2 separate regions of the Mus musculus genome follow, and region 2 is linked to region 1. Evidence: chromatin contacts called from public HiChIP or PLAC-seq data. All regions are on one chromosome and are shown on one strand. The core of a region is the stretch at or near the end of the contact, and the rest is flanking DNA. Distances in the headings are between cores, read along the strand shown. Region 1 holds the start of Snrpc (U1 small nuclear ribonucleoprotein C). Region 2 holds the start of Armc12 (armadillo repeat containing 12).

Region 1 (2,700 bases), core at 146-2,645:
GGACAGCCTGTTCTACATAAGTTCTAGGCCACCCAGGGCTACATAATGAAACCCTTTCCAAAAATAAATAAGCCAAGGAAGTGGTGGCACATAACTTTACTCCGTGCACTCAGAAGGCAGAAAGCAAGCAGCTCTCTGTGAGTTCGAAGTCAGCCTGGTTTACAAATTATTCCAGAAGATCTGTCTTGTTTCCTCAGGAGATTGGGGGGGGGGGGGGCAGATAAATAGATTATTTAAAACTATTAAAACCATAAAAACCAAATTTTGTTGTTGCTAAAGGTTGTTTTGATTTGCTTTTTTTTGAGGTAGGGTCTCCCACCATAGCCTTAAACTCACAGCAATGCTCCATCTCAGTGTACTAGGAAGACAGGCGCCAGGCCCTAACTTTGTTGCTGGGCCTTGTGGCTGCTACACACGGGGCAACACTAATCACATATCTCAGTTATTCCTCCTGATGATCAATAGTTAATGAGGTTCTCACAGGAGCTGAGAATGGAGCTGTACACTAAGACATTTCTTTCCATTTTAACCAGGCATTTGAATAATGTGACATAATCAAATCTGCAAGTTTGTAGGAACACACTCCTGGTTTGTTTGTTTTTTGTTTTGTTGGGCTTTTTTTGGAGGGTGGGGCGAGTTATTTTGACAAGGTCTCAATATGTATCCTTAACTGACCTGGAATTTGCCATCTTCCTGGCTCAGCCTCTCAAGTATTGACATTACAGGTACATGCAGTTTCTGTATACGCAAATGCTTTCCATCTTCAAGCTTGCTTAAAGTTTTATCATTCTGCAAATACCTTCAAATTGCAAAGACCTCACAAAAAGGGTGGGAAAAAACACCCGCTTCCTAATTACTTTCTAAGAAAGGTTGTCATAAAATTTCCAGGAGACTGTAATGCACACACCTGGACCTAAAGAAAAAGAATTTTGCATACAAGGCGTTTTAGGATTATAAAAAAGACCCGCCACTTACAGAATCGTGGGTAAGATACGTATCACAGTAGTCACAATAAAACCTGAAATGACAAAAGAAAACGTCAGCAATTAACAGCTGTCCAAACAAACAGACCCAAAACCCAACTTCCTCGGATTGTAAGTCAAACAAAGCGTCCTGACAGAATGCGAGGCTTCTGAGCGAGGGTCCGCGCCCACTCTGCCAGGATGGCCGGAGAGCCTGGGTCTCCACCCGCCATCCCTCGGAGGGGCTCGCCTTCCCCTCGGAACGTCCAGAACCCGAGGCCGCCGCCCTGCACCTTCACCAGGACCCAACTGACCACCGCAAGTCCGCTTGCTCCCAGGGCCACACTCACTTGGGCATGATGCTCCACAAGCCGTTGGCTACCCCGATCCCCGCCGCCAGGAACTGACGCACACAGGCTGCGCCGACGCGAGCAAAGGATGCAGACAGGAGGGGTAGGACTTCCGCTTCCGGCCTCTGCCCTACGGATGCTGTGGGTGCCTCTGAGGTTCAATCCGCGCTCACTTATTCAGGATTAGTTACTCCGTCTAGGAAGTGCGTAATTTAGTACTATCAACAAAAGGTTCCAAAACCCTGAGTCAGCAGTTCCTACGCTGCGAATCATTAATCCAGCTTCTCAAATTGTGGTGACCCCCCCAACCAGAAATTATTCTTGTCGCTATTTCATAACTGTAATTTTGCCACTCGTATGACTAGTAATGCAAATTATCGGTGTTTTCTGATGGTCTTAGGAGAAACCTGTGAACGGGTTGTTCGACCCGCAAAAGGTGTCACGACCACTGCTCTAGTATGTACCCAGCTCTTCTGTAAATGAGAAGTGAAAAAGGCAGAACCAAATCAGGTAAAAGTTCTCATTCTCCAAGACCTGATTAGCAGTAAGCTGAAATCGATCAGTGGCTGAGGGATCAAAGTCCTATGCTGGGGAAATGAAGCGGGGAAGAGCGCAGCTGAACATCAAGGAAGACAAAGAAAATGTAGAAGACGATCACTGAGAAATTGATCATTGTATTTGAGCAATTAAGACAGACGTGAATTGTAGGGACACACTCCTGGGTGAGTGGGGCGGGTCTCAAGTTTTAAACCCTGTCTCCCTGCTTCCTTCCTAGCTGTGCAATTTACTCTCTCTGAGCTTCAGTTTCCTTATCTGAAAAGTAAAGGTAATAACTTGTGCAGTTTAAGGAAGAATCAAATGTAAAAATGCTGGAAAGTAGCTGGAGAATTGGTGTAGCGATTAAGCATTTGTTGCTCTTGGAACAATCTAAGTTCGATCACCAACACTCCCCCGTGGTGACTCCCACCTGTCTGCAGCTCAAGTCTCAGGGTGTCTGATGGATCTTTTTTAATCCACTCCCAGCACTAGGCACATACATGGTGCACTTACAAACTAAACACCCATATACATACAATAATACAAAAATGAATTTAAGCCGGGCAGTGGTGGCGCACGCCTTTAATCCCAGCACTTGGGAGGCAGAGGCAGGCAGATTTCTGAGTTCAAGGCCAGCCTGGTCTACAGAGTGAGTTCCAGGACAGCCAGGGCTACACAGGGAAACCTTGTCTAAAATAAAACAAAATATAAAAAAAATTTAAATGTAAAGCTCATAGGGCATTTAGCGAAAGGTCTATGCACTTAGGCCACCATAAATGGTAGTGATTCTATAGACGTTGTTAGCAGTACATTGCCAACTAACAGGTCAAACTTAGAGTCTGTTCTCTCAA
Region 2 (2,964 bases), core at 284-2,783, 690 kb before region 1:
ATCTAGCATGTCAGCCACCAAGTCGATGTCATCCATAGTACAAGAAGAGGCCTACAGTGTGTGAGGAGAGGTGGGGGAGACGGGAGAAGCGGGTGTCTTGGCCTGCACTGTCCCCCAAGTCTCTGAGGCCTTCTTTTCTTTGATGCTAGCAATCAGAGGGACAGGTCTGAGGACGCTGCCTGAGGTTACGGGTGAGCTACAAGCCAAGGACCAGACTGACTGGGAGGGCCCGGCTAAGCTCCGCCCCGCCCCGCCCTGCCCGGCCCCGCCCACCTCAGCCTCCAGCAAGTACACGCAGCGGGTGATGTTATGAAGGATCATGCTCCTGGTATACTCATCCTGTTTGCAGTCTAGAGAGTTGAGAAGTCTTCGAATCTCACCGGAGTCCCGCCCGTGGCGCTCTCTCTCGATGGCCAGGCCTAGAAAGCACCCCAGTCCACAGTTAGGGATACGGACTTAGAATTAGGAAAAGCAAGGGGCTGGGAAGTGGGGGAGAGGGAAGGAGGGAGCTGAGGGCAAAGGCTGTGCCTAGCGCTTCACGCTTCACAGACTGCTGCAACACCAACTGTGCACCGCACCAAGAACCTAATCTAATAATGTGCCATCTGCCCTGTCAGGCACTCGTTTGTCCACAATGACAACTTTCCTGGTGTGTAGCGCCAACAAGTAGGGTTCTGCTTTCACCAACAATCTCAAATTACTGACCCTTTTCCTGATGGCACAAAAGTACCCTAGGGAGAGTAGAGAGATGACTCAGTGGTTAAGGACACTGACTGTTCTTCCAGAGGACCTGAGTTCGATTTCTAGCAGCCAGATGGTGACTGACAAACATCTGTTTCTTCAGTCTGGGGATCCAATGCTCTCTTCTAGCCTCTGTGGGCACTGCACACACACACACACACACACACACACACACACACACACACACAGGCAAAACACCCAAACACATCAAATAAAGTCCCCCACGACCTAGTTGGAAACTCTGGGCAAAAGGTGTCTCAACTTTTCTTCCCTTCAGTATCTTCAGATCCTAGGCAAGAGCAGGACAGATAAAAAGCTCTTGATTTCCATTTCCAATACATAGAACAGAGAAAGCCAAGCTGATGGTTCCTGGCTGGAGACTTGGCTCTATGAAACCTGCTACCCAGAGACTCCCAAACTAGCTTCTATAGCAGAGCCTTGCCTCAGGTGCTGGGAAGGAGGAGGGGAACTGAGACAGACCGGAGGAGAGAAAGAAGGAAGGAGGAAAGAGGAGCTTGAAAGAGTCACCTTTGCCCCCACCCCCCAGGGGAGGCCTTAGGGAGGCTTCCTGGGGCAGAGCCCTCTCCCCAGGACCTGGACACTTACGGGCAATGCAGATCGGCGAGTTGGAGCAGAGTGGCGGATGACATTTTAAGCCAGTCCTGACGGCCTTGTACAGCAGGTATAAGGCCCCGGCGCCTGTAGCCAGGCCCACGAAGCTTTTGATGAGGTCCAGTTGCTCCAGGAACCGGGGAATGGTCTTGCCCATGTCTTCCGTGCTGCCTTGTGGCTAGGTAGGAGCTAGGCCTGGAGAGAACATTCTAGAACCAGAACCCTGGCAGGGCCCAGAACCAGGGTACTAGAATCAGCACTAGGCAACAAAGGACACTTAGGAGATGACGGGGTCCAGGAGGCCTCAGAGTGGTTCAGAGGAGGGAAGGTGCTACTTTAGGAGGCTGAGAAGAAGAAGTCAGAGACTCTAGGGGTAGAAGGGAGGGAGGGAGTGGGGCTCAGAGGCACCGCTTGCCTAGCGTGGAAAGGCTCATCTCTTCGGAGCTTTATGGGGTTTTGTCATCTATTTGTTTATTTTTTTCTTTCTGGTTTTTTTTTAAAGATTTATTTATTTATGTATATAAGTACACTGTAGCTGTCTTCAGGCATACCAGAAGAGGGCACCAGATCCCATTACAGATGGCTGTGAGCCACCATGTGGTTGCTGGGAATTGAACTCAGGACCTCTGGAAGAGCAGCCAGCGCTCTTAACCGGCTAAGCCATCTCTCTCTCCAGCCCCTTATATTTGTTTGTTTATAAACAGTGTAACCCTCACTATGTAACCCTGGCTGGCCTAGATCTGAGAAATCTGCCTGCTTCTGCCTAACCCTTGCTGGGTTAAAGGTGTGCATCACCACACCTGGTTTTTTACATTGAGGTGTGTCAAAGTCACATGCACGTGGATACCCAAGGCGTGCAGAAGAAAGTGTTGGACCCACTAGAACTGGAGTTGCAGACAGTGGTGAGCTGAGCCAGGTGTGTGCCAGTAACCAACCTTGGGTCATCAGGAAGAGCAAGAGCACCTAGCTGTGTGGTGCCCTCTCTCTACCTCCTCTCTGTAGTTTTTGAAATATCACCTAATTCAGGCTCTTACTATATTGTTAAGAATAACCTTTCCAGGAGCCGGGCGTGGTGGCGCACGCCTTTAATCCCAGCACTCGGGAGTCAGAGGCAGGTGGATTTATGAGTTCTCGAGGCCAGCCTGGTCTACAAAGTGAGTTCCAGGACAGCCAGGGCTACATAGAGAAACCCTGTCTCGGACCCCCCCCCCCAAAAAAAAAGAATAACCTTGATTGATCTTCCTGCCTCTACCTCCCTAGTGGCTGGCAGGTTACTGGTATGCATCACCACCGCCCAGCTCCTGTATGGTTGTGGATCTAAGTGTTGCGGCTCAGAAGGAAAAGGCTTCCGCTACGGAAATGGACTGTGCAGGGGAAGGTTTCTCCAACAAAAGTGTTACAGCCCTGCTCAGGTAGGGGGAGATCCCAGAAAAAGCTCTGCTCCCATGAAAATGTTAGAGTTGCTGCTAGAGGTATCCTGGCAATTGGGAGCCAGGGAATAACACAAGGTCACCCTGCATAACCAACAAGCGGCATACAAGAGATTGTGTCTATTGTGTCTGTTGGGAGGGTGGCTGTCTCTGCTCGAGTGAGAAGCTGCAGAGAACTGAG

What was found. HiChIP or PLAC-seq counts read pairs in DNA pulled down with a chosen protein or histone mark.
Region 2: an H3K27ac HiChIP or PLAC-seq map of embryonic stem cells shows a contact between it and region 1, with 5 times the contacts expected there. The contact joins the promoter of Armc12 here to the promoter of Snrpc in region 1. A contact is called at or near these places in 1 of 484 Hi-C or Micro-C datasets (CD4 T cells), 2 of 115 datasets of contacts at active chromatin or transcription factors (embryonic stem cells and microglia) and 1 of 9 other capture datasets (liver).

What each region holds. Positions count from the first base shown.
Region 1 is chr17:27,838,782-27,841,481 of GRCm38.p6, reverse strand. It overlaps Snrpc (U1 small nuclear ribonucleoprotein C), which reads right to left and starts at 1,395. Exons shown (of 6, transcript NM_011432.2): 1 at 1,313-1,395; 2 at 976-1,018. The coding sequence starts at 1,320.
Region 2 is chr17:28,529,430-28,532,393 of GRCm38.p6, reverse strand. Armc12 (armadillo repeat containing 12) reads right to left here and starts at 1,533. Exons shown (of 6, transcript NM_026290.3): 1 at 1,348-1,533; 2 at 274-419; 3 at 1-51. The coding sequence starts at 1,510. It overlaps Gm41506 (a long non-coding RNA gene), which reads left to right. Exons shown (of 3, transcript XR_003952333.1): 2 at 2,614-2,765.